Regions from separate parts of the Oryza sativa genome. Here region 1 is linked to region 2. The links are chromatin contacts, called in public HiCAR-type maps. All regions are on one chromosome and are shown on one strand. Each heading gives the region's core, a stretch centred on a gene start, on an enhancer-like site or on the middle of the called end of the contact. The rest is flanking DNA. Distances are from core to core; before and after follow the strand shown. Region 1 overlaps LOC4352509 (lipoxygenase 2.2, chloroplastic). Region 2 has its middle 30 kb from the start of LOC112937476.

Region 1 (5,405 bases), core at 1,759-4,258, 140 kb after region 2:
GAAGAAGCTGTTCATGCTGGACTACCACGACGTGCTCCTGCCGTTCGTGCACGCGGTGCGCGAGCTGGACGACACCACGCTGTACGCCTCGCGGACGCTCTTCTTCCTGACGGAGGACGGCACGCTGAGGCCGATCGCCATCGAGCTGACGAGGCCCAAGTCCCCCAACACGCCGCAGTGGCGCCAGGTCTTCACGCCGGGCTCCAGCGTCGCGGCGTCCTGGCTGTGGCAGCTCGCCAAAACGCACGTCCTCGCCCACGACACCGGCTACCACCAGCTCGTCAGCCACTGGTAATTTACGAGAAATTTTACCGTCCTTGAGAGATACTAAGACGTATAAAAAATAAACTGCACGTTTTCCGTATCTTCTAGTACCAATGGTAACGGGAGATACCATATTTTACTTTAAAAACAAACTGTATACCTCCTTAAATACTGTAAAATCACTCTTAGTAGTTGACTATTAATTTCATCATCTGTTGATTGCACTTGCATTGCTGCGAATCATGTTTGGGTGTTACAGGCTGAGGACGCACTGCTGCGTGGAGCCGTACGTGATCGCGGCGAACCGGCGGCTGAGCCAGATGCACCCCATCTACCGGCTGCTGCACCCGCACTTCCGCTTCACCATGGAGATCAACGCCCAAGCGCGCGGGATGCTCATCAACGCCAATGGAATCATCGAGAGCGCCTTCGCGCCGGGGAAGCTCTGCATGGAGCTCAGCTCGGCGGTTTACGACAAGTTTTGGAGGTTCGACATGGAGGCTCTGCCCGCCGATCTCATCCGGAGGTAATATGTGTGTTAATCACGTACACCCGTTTCGTGCATGTTACAAATAGAATAGATTTGGTAAGATGTAAATATGTAATATATCGCTCTGTAAATATGTGTGTTCAAATTAAATGTACCTATACACAAGTAGTAACAAATATGGCTGTCAAAATTGCGTTCGATATTTGTTACTTTGTTAGCTACTTATATAAATTGATTTTAAAATTACATGTCTATAAGGTGATATATATATTATATGCACGAAACTATTGTATATCCACTCGAGTGACAAAAAATGTTTTTTCTTATATGATATATAATTTGTTTCAAATTCAGGGGAATGGCATTCCATGGGGAGGATGGCAAGCTGAAGCTAACGATAGAGGACTACCCGTATGCCAACGACGGCCTGCTCGTCTGGGACTCTATCAAGGAGTGGGTGTCAGACCATGTGAACCATTACTACCCGTCAGCGTCGGACATTTACTCTGATGAGGAGCTCCATGGTTGGTGGAACGAGGTGCAAACGAATGGCCACCCGGACAAGAAGGACGGATGGCCAGAGCTGGACTGCCATGGGAGCCTCATCAAGGTCCTGACCACCATTATTTGGGTCGCATCGGGGCACCACGCAGCGGTGAACTTCGGCCAGTACCCCTACGCCGGCTACTTCCCCAACCGTCCCACCATCGCGCGGCGAAACATGCCGACGGAGGAGGAGCACGGGTGCGAGGGCATGCAACCGACATTCGTTGAGGATCCTGTCAGGGTTTTGCTGGACACGTTCCCGTCGCAGTACCAGACTACCCTCATCTTGCCAGCGCTCAACCTGTTGTCGTCGCACTCGCCAAGCGAGGAGTACATGGGCACGCACACGGAGGCGGCGTGGATGGCAAACAGGGAGGTGAGGGCGGCGTTCGGGAGGTTCAACGAGAGGATGATGAGGATCGCGGAGACGATCGACCGCCGGAACAGGGATCCGGAGCGGAGGAACCGGTGGGGCCCTGGTGTGGTGCCATATGTGCTGCTAAAGCCGTGCTATGGTGACCCCAAGGACATGTCGTCGGTGATGGAGATGGGCATCCCCAACAGCATCTCCATTTGAGCTACATGTATGTGCCTATGAGCCATGCATGTACGTGTAGGGGTGGTAATAGTCAAGGCGCATGGGTTGTTTTACAATTCTACCTAGTTCTTAAAAATATTTTTTTAGTTCAAAATGAATAAAAGTTCAACCCACCCGGCCTATTTACACCCAGCTCTTAAATTTTATAGTCTAAAAAGTTGGGTCCTTTACCATCCCTACGTATGTATCTGGTGTGCTCTCATACTACAATCATGAAATGAAATAACCCGGCATCAACCTGTTGCTAGCTCTTTCCTGTAAATACATCAATTCCGGCTTTTATGTTGTGTGCAATCACCAAATTATACGTTGATCCCTTCATCCTAAAATATGACAACATCGCGATTAAAATTTGTCCAAGAATATAACCTCTCTAGTACCTACTCCCTCATCTCATCAATCAAAACAATCTCTCATTTAATTTCTTTCACATACTTTCTCATCTCAAGCTATCACAATCATTCCTCATTCAATTCCATCTTATTTCCTAATTAATCCCCATGAAAAACTTGAAAAATCATTATATTTTGGAATGGAACGGAAGGATCGGTAGATAATTATAGGGTAATGCTACGTGACAGTATCCTTTCGGACAGGGTGATACCTTATATGTATCGCCTAATACCTAGTAGGTATACCTCGAAGGTATCATCTCATCTGAATGGGGTATCAGCCGATACTTAACAGGTATTAGACGATACCTCTGAGGTATCATCCCGTCCGAACGGCATAGCATTTCCCTAATTATATACGTCAAAGAAAAGAGTAAAATATTTTTTTCCTTTTATGTCTTTTTTTTTATCATGGTGCATTTTTTATTATTCGACTATGAATGCAGTTAGTCCTGTTAAAACCAAGTTCAGTCCCAAAAAGGCCGACCAGGGCCTGGCATGACATATACACCAGGATCGGGCCTCTATTTCGTGACCTGAAAATGGCCGAGGAAAACGACCGAGTAAAGCTAGGCCCGGCCCAAAAAGTTCCAGGTTCAAAACAAGGCTTGGGCCCTTTTTTGGCAAAATCACATAAATTTTTGTAACCATGCAATTTGCTATGTGATTCATTCTCGTCTTTATCTCTGGCAAACTCCATGGGCCTCCGAGTGGTTAGGTTTCAAGGTTAGACAAGGGGGCATCGGTGTGGGGAAGGTAGAAAGTATTCCCCAGCTTAAAAGGGATGGCTATAGCAGCGGTGGGATCCGAATCAGATGCAGTAGTAGTATGGACTGCAACTTAAGCAGTTGTAACAGCTACATTGGATCTAAATCTAACGGTAAGGATTAGATTGGTTACTGTAGCAAAGTACTATGCCATAAAGTACTATTCATGGGTACTGTAGGACGAACACTGTAGCAACCATTGATCCCAAAAATGAATGGCTGAAAATGCATGCGGTCGTAAGGTGCAGCCGCAGTTATGACTGCACCTAATCTCAATCCGTTGCCATGACCACTAGCCCACCTCCGCGGATTGAGATCAGGTGCAGTCGTAACTACAACTGCACCTTACGACCGTGGCAACAAGCGGTGATGGCACCACCTTAGCCATGAGAGAGGAGAGCGGTAGGTCAGTGTTGACGGTGGAAAGGCTCCTTATTGAAGTGGTTAGAGGCCGTGAATCCTAGAGGTGGGAGTTACCGAAAACTAAGCAGTATGAGTAATCGAAGCAATATAGTAGAAGAAAGTTTTTTTTTAGAAAATATATACTTGGAGAAGTATTTTGAAAATATGAGCATGAGCTTTCATCATGTGTTTCAAGGGGACAAGAATGGGTTAATTTGATCAGTACCACTGCAACTTTACAGATTTAGAAAAATATCATTACTATTATTCACGGTATCAGCTGGGTGCCATTGAAATTTTGCCAAATTAGAACTGCGCCATCGCCGTCACGTTTTCCATCACTTCCATCTTCTTTCTTCTTCTACCCGTCAAGGGGTCGGCTACAAGGAGGCTGGCCGGTGACCTCCAGCAAAGCAAACAAGGCTAGCGACATCAAAGCCCAGGAAATAGGAGAGGTCGACGACAGAGAGGGACGACATGGTGAGGGCAGCATCGGGATGGCGGAGCAGCAAGCCATGAGGGCCGCAGCCAGCGCCTGTGAAGGACATGGAGGCGGAGCAGCAAGCGACGCCGGCGGCGGCCACCATCACCTCCCCGTCCGCTTCTCCCTCCACAGATGAGGAGGTGGAGATGGTGGCAACACCTGGATTTGGCCTCCCCAAAGCTCGCACGAGGAGGAGTTGAAGATGGTGGCGGCGCTAGCCAGGGAGCACGCGCGCCTAGATCCAGCCTCCTCGTAACTCACGCGAGGAGGTGATTAGGTGAAGTGGCGGCAGGAGCATGCTGGGGTGGTAGGGGCAGCAGCAAGCGTGGTGGCATTTCACCGAGGAGCAGTAAGCACGGCCGACCAACGGGGAGGAGAATAAGACAAGGAAGGAAGAGAGGAGAAGAAAAGAAGATAAAAAACGTGACAGCGATGGTACAGTTTTAATTTTGTAAAATTTCAATGGCACCCAGCTAATATCGTGAATAGTACTGATATTTTTCTAAATCGGCATATTTGCAACTGGCAATGGCATGGATCAAATTAACCTAAAAAGAAAAGGTATACTTGGAAAAAGAACCAATATCCATGTCTCAGAGCCAGGGTTTCCCAAACCGCCGGGGCCGGGGTTACCACGCCCCGGCGGTAAGCACGGTTACCGCGCGGTAACCGCGACAAAACCGTGCAAAATTTATCAAAAATTCAAATTATTTTTTAAATTTATTTGAATTTAAGGAGGTTACCGCGGTATTTATATTACCGTACCCCCGCGGTAAGCCCGGTAACCACGGTAACCGCGCGGTTACCGGCGGTAAGTCGAACTCTGCTCGGAGCTCCCCACCACCGCCAATTTTGCTCCAATTTCAGGATGATTCCTCTGACGAGGATATATCAAATCAATGCTTTTAAAAAGATGTTTCTATATCTTTAAAAGTCACACTTTTTAATTAACTGAAGAAAAATCTAGCACAAATCCCAGTCTTTCGCTGCTTCCACCACATATGTACCGGAAGAACCATGAACCACCATGACCAGATTGCTAGCTATAGCTCTAGCTCCCTCCTAAAATCATCTCTGTGGTAAGGTGAAACAGGAGTATGAACTATGAAGACTACCTCAACATTTTTCCAGCAAAAACTAACAACACCCTACTTGATGTACTGTGACACCCACTTGAACCCATCCCCATAGCCCATCTTGCGGACGATGCTGCACATGAACACCTCCAGGGGGCGAACGTTGGACTCGCCGAGGCTCACCCTGCCCTTGCCGGTGGTGAAGTTGCTCAGCCCCATGTGGTAGCGGAGCTCCTCCTCCGACGCGGCGTAGGGGATGTCGATCTTGTTGCCCAGGATCAGGAAGGGGACGGTGGCCAGGGAGTCGTCCGAGAGGAGGGCGTCGAGCTCCTTCTTCGACTCGGAGAACCTCTCCTTGTCGTAGGCATCCACGAGGTAGACCACCG
Region 2 (5,246 bases), core at 1,475-3,974:
CGCAGCATCTAGCTAGCTAGGCGAGGCCGACCTTGAATATGTGCTAGCTACTTTCTCTCGCGGCGTCGAAGGCGCAGACTCCGGAGACGGCGGCGACGACGCCTGCGCTGTCGTTGTCCGGCTCTCGCACGGGAACGGCACGGGCACGATTGATTCGGCATGCTAACAATTAGGCCCCGATATATGCCACGTAAGCAAAACACAAGGAAAAAAAAATGAAATGGACAAGAGGAGAAAGCCCTCTCGATCGTATGCACATCTTCCCATGTAATCTTGTCCACCTTTCGTTAACTCCTAAGCACATCTCCATACTAAGTTTTTATTTGACACAACTCCAGGCCTCAAATCAACCGTAGATTTGAAGTTTGTATAAAAATTATAGTGGTTTAAAATTTTAAACTTATCTAATTTGTGAACAAAATGACTCATCTAAATTTTACCAACGTAATTGTAGATTTAGGACCATATATTTATAAGGAGTAATACCTAACTACTCCAAGAAATCTTGGCACTGAAGTTGTGCTAAAAAGGTCGACCTAAGGGTGTATACAAATGGGTTCCGAATCCTCTGTCGTTCGCTCTGGCTAGGCTACGGCAGGGTGCCGTTGAGTGATTGGCCTTTCCTTTAATTAGGATGAATGGGCAAGATTAAATACAAACAATGTAACTGAAATCGCTCAAACCTCCCTGCTGCTCTCGCTCTTAGAGGAATCACAAATCTAGAAAAAACAATGGAATTATGGAGCTTGAACTTTCGATCTCTTGGACTGTTGTAGCATCGCCGCCAGCGATATCGCTGCATAGCCGCCCAAACATCCTCTCGCTTTGGATTAATCTCCATCTTACCGGGTGTGTCTGCTGCTCTTATTTTTGTCTCTTTGATGCACGGTGAGCCTGCTCTTCATCTAAAGTTCACTTTCGCTTTGCTGCATATTCAACAACTAAAGGGCCACGACGCGGCACCCTGCAGTAGCGAGGGTTAACGGGCCAGGATGTGGATCCGTATACGTGGATCACTTTATTCAACTTATAAATGGGTTGGCGGGATCCACTTACAGTACTCCTATATATCTGTTTGATAGAGTTTTAGGTTTAGCTTTATCTCTTTTAGAGTTCAGTAAAAAGTAGTTTCAGCTTCACTCCAAAATAGAAGTGGAGATGCATGGCTAGAGTGTTCTCGTAAATTGAGCTAGCATGGTGGCCCGCGTAGATTGCACGGCTAGCATCATTATATTTTCTCTCATATAATAGCATATATGTTTTCTCAATTTATTATTAAAATATATTAAAATGACAACACAATTTTAAATTTTGTACAGACTTTACTAAACTACCAATGTGTAACATTCATACTGTATTGTATATACATGATAGTTATTAATTATTTTTAATATCAAATTTTAGTTATTTTTAAATCGTATTCCTATATGGACTCTAGACTCGTCTTCCAATATTCTTATTTTTTTAATTTTAAATTTTAGTTATTTGTAAATTGTATTTGTATATAGACTCTAGACTCTTCTTCCAATATTATTTATTTTTAATTCTAAATTTTCATTATTTCTAATTAATTGTATTTCTATGTTAACTCTGAGCTTATCTTTTAATATTCTTTATTTTTTAATTTCGAATTTTCGTTATTTGTAAATTATATTTCCATATAGACTCTAGGTTATTCTTTCAATATTATTTATTTTTAATTCTAAATTTTCATTATTTCTAATTAGTTGTATTTCTATGTGAACTCTAAACTCATTTTTCAATATTCCTTATTTGTCGAACATGCATTTACCTAAAAGTTTCACCTTATATATAATTAAAGTGTCTACGAAAATTTCAACTTCTCAATATAGCTAGGCGATTTATTTAATTCTGCTTATTGTGAATAATATTGTTTCAATATGCTAAATTTACTTGAGACCATAAAACTTGTAGTTATGTGCCATACAAGCCCTGAAATTTGCAGATTATTTTAATTTTCTTAGAGAAAATAGCAGATTAAATTGGATTGAATAAGGTAGTTGGTGTGGCCTGATGATAACGACATGTACTAAGTATGGTCGATCGAAATCGAGTAAGCGAACGCGGTCTCGTTAATAATTTCCTGCGTTACAACTTACAAAGACATACCCTCTCATTTCTTGACTGGGCAGTCAACAAAAGAGAGATGCATCAATCTGAGCTTCATCGATCATATTCACTTCATTCATTCCGTCTGCTGATGCTTGATTACTCGATCTTGGCCATGCCCATGATGCGGCTGGCGGCGCGCACGGTGTTGTCGGGCGGCGAGCGGGGATCCACGCCGCCGGAGCCGGACATATAGTTCCGGACCTCGATAACTTGGAGCGGGGATCCACGCGACCTGGCGCCTCCCTGGCCGCGGCGGGACGGCAGGGCGCCGGCCGGCCGGGCGCGGGCGAGGCGAGTCGGTCTCCGGTCACGGCGGCGGCAAGCCTCCCAGATGGCTCGCGGCAACGGCCGGACGTGGGCGAGGCGAGCGCGGACGCCTCGCGCGGAGGTCGCCCGGTCACCTCCCCACTTGCGGCGGTCTCCGGTCACGGCGGCGGCGGCGAGCATCCCAGCTGGCTCGCGGCGGCGGGCGGCGAACCGGCGAAGCACACGGGATGGATGGATTGGGGACGCCGTCTCCCACCGGGATGGATGGATTGAGGATTATTTTGCATCTGCAGGTGGGCCCAAGCGTCATGTCCGTTGGATTTGTTTCCGATGGTCCAGATTTACCTAATATCACGTCGTGACTTACCTGTGCAATGTCACCCAAGCTGAGTCCCATACATGCGCATGAAAAGAAGCCACTTTCATGGTGGGACCCATACTAACAAGCTTTAGCCTTCTCTCTTTTCTGATCAACGATGCTCTTGTTGTATTGCATGCATAAAAAATATTTACTGAAAGAACTAACAATGAACTAGTACTGCTATATATCATGCTATAATTTGAACCTTATAAAATTTTAGTAAACATAATTTTGCTAACAAATGAGGTATATATTATTAATTAAACGACATAATGGTATATCAATCACTTTACTTTACACTATAAATCAACGCTATATTCCGGAAGAACTATTATGAGTTAGAACTTAGAACCACATAAAAATTGGGCTAATAACCTCATAAAATTGTTTAATTACTAACTTAAAATGCCTAATAGTATGTTTGTAGTAGTTGTTCAATTATTAGCAAATCACTTGATTAATTGCATATGGATAAACACAATCGCCAATTTGTCATCAGCACATGTTAAAGCTGTGAGCTGTGGCATTCGTGGTGGGATGACGACGTACACCATTAATTCTATAACGAACCTGGTTGGGAGTACTTCCGACAAAACTTGAATTCTATAAGTATATAAGTTCGTTGTTTTTGCTTTGTAGCTATAAGGTCACTGCCTACAAAGTGTCGAGAAAGTGATAGCGTTGGCTGCTGGATCGTCATCCTGTGATATAATGCAGGAGTCGCCCCGGCCCGCTCTACGAATTGAGCAGAAAGTTCATATATATAACTTAATTAGGAATAATTAAGGTTTTCTACAAACGAGTGCAAAGATAATTTATGATTTGATTGGTATACTTTGGCACTAAAAGTTGCAAGTACTGAAAGTAGATCCTTCACACACTTTACAGAATTGCTGCTAAAGTTTACTAGTATAGAATATATACCACATACGTAACAAACAAAAGCGTTACTGCTAACCAGTAACGTTCAAAGGGTAATGGAGTTGAATCATAGTATATAGAACGATCCGCGCATGTGTTAATCATGAGACTGCTATGGTGCTCTCTACTTGTAGTATTCTACTACAAGTAGAAGCAATCTGAGCCATTAATTTATAAGGGCAAATTAGTATTTTACTAATTTATGGTTAAGGGTAATTTTTAACTTTTACTTTTTTTTCTTAATAGTAGGATCAGTTCGTCTGTGTCACCGCTCCTTTCGTTCTCGCGTGCGCCCGACTCCGGCGGCAGTGCCCACTCCGGCATGTGCGAGCTCCTCCGTTGAACAGATAATACTACAAAGAACTACTGAACAAAGCTATATAGTCAAATCGAGGAGCAAGAGCAAATGTGCTGTTATAAACTCACCATGATTATCTTTAAAACCTATTTATTAGTTTCTCCACATGTTGTGTTTTCAGTTCTTAAAGAATTAAGCCATTAACATCGCTAAATTTGTCCAAGATGGTACCGAAGTATTTAAGTTCAGAGTGGTCATTTGCTCAGTTCAAAGCGATGCTCAAAACACCGTAATATTGATTGGCTTCGATGGCGTTGAAATCGTTGAATTGATCTGACTTCTTGTCGTGGTTCAGGGCTTCAGGCTCGCTAGTTATATGTCTCCTTCTCGGGCCTGGCGTGGAACGCATACTGATCTCTAGCATTTGAGCCGCTGGGCAAGGAGTAGCCTCCCGAGGCTGATCCCCCGCCGTAATCCCGCAACGATCTCATGGAAGCACGCCGCCGATCTGCTCATCGCATCTGCTCCGCCACACTCACCCTAAACCTAGCACGGCCCAACGATGCTCAAGTGTTTCTAACTGATATGCAAAATTACGAATTCAACCATCCCGTCCATATTTTTTGGACGATTATACCCTCTAACGTTTCTACTACCGCTATTTAAGATAGGAGTATAAATAGATCTGACCCATTAGATATAAAACGATCAACGGTTTAGATTAATTTATACTCCGAGTAGAAAGCACCGGAGTGGGACTCAATCATGACACGTTGAGATGTGCAACAACAGAGATACTATATATCTAACCTTTCTACTTTAGCCTCCTTGCCTTTATCTATCCGATTCATTGCTAGATGATATATACTTCCTCCGTTTAACGATGTAAGTTATTCTAGCATTTTCTATATTCATATTGATATGAATATAGAAAATACTAGAATGACTTACATCGTTAAACGGAGGAAGTATATATCATCGGGGTTGTCTCTTCTGATACAAGAATATAATTAATCTTGTAGATTATATTAATATTCTATAATTAATGAATTATCTATTTATACTACATACATCTCAATTACCAGTAGTAGAATTTACAAATGAACGGCTGAGATCACTTCTCTTTATTGGTATTTGTTTAATACTCAGTATATATTTAATTTAAATCTTGATGTCCGGGCACCATATGTACACAACCGTAAAGATACTCTTATCACTTCCTCTATTCCTTCCCTCGATTGTGCCTACAACCAGTTGATATCTTCA

What was found. HiCAR-type assays count read pairs that join an accessible place to other places.
Region 1: a contact with region 2 is called in a HiCAR-type map of leaf, with 3 times the contacts expected there. The contact joins two enhancer-like sites. A contact is called at or near these places in 7 of 15 Hi-C or Micro-C datasets (leaf, leaf mesophyll, panicle and 1 more) and 1 of 4 datasets of contacts at active chromatin or transcription factors (leaf).

The regions. Positions count from the first base shown.
Region 1 is chr12:23,623,358-23,628,762 of ASM3414082v1, forward strand. LOC4352509 (lipoxygenase 2.2, chloroplastic) reads left to right here. Exons shown (of 6, transcript XR_010738493.1): 6 at 1-98. LOC4352510 (small COPII coat GTPase SAR1A) reads right to left here. Exons shown (of 3, transcript XM_015762712.3): 3 at 4,847-5,405. The coding sequence ends at 5,092. Among protein-coding and RNA genes, the nearest start is that of LOC4352510, 6.5 kb to the right of the region's middle. Within about 2 kb of position 3,009, at least 14 of the 15 cell types and tissues checked have open chromatin away from gene starts, as enhancers often do. A contact at or near this core is called in leaf, panicle and seedling, where this site is marked.
Region 2 is chr12:23,481,642-23,486,887 of ASM3414082v1, forward strand. No RefSeq gene overlaps it. Among protein-coding and RNA genes, the nearest start is that of LOC112937476, 30 kb to the right of the region's middle. Within about 2 kb of position 2,725, at least 9 of the 15 cell types and tissues checked have open chromatin away from gene starts, as enhancers often do. A contact at or near this core is called in leaf, panicle and seedling, where this site is marked.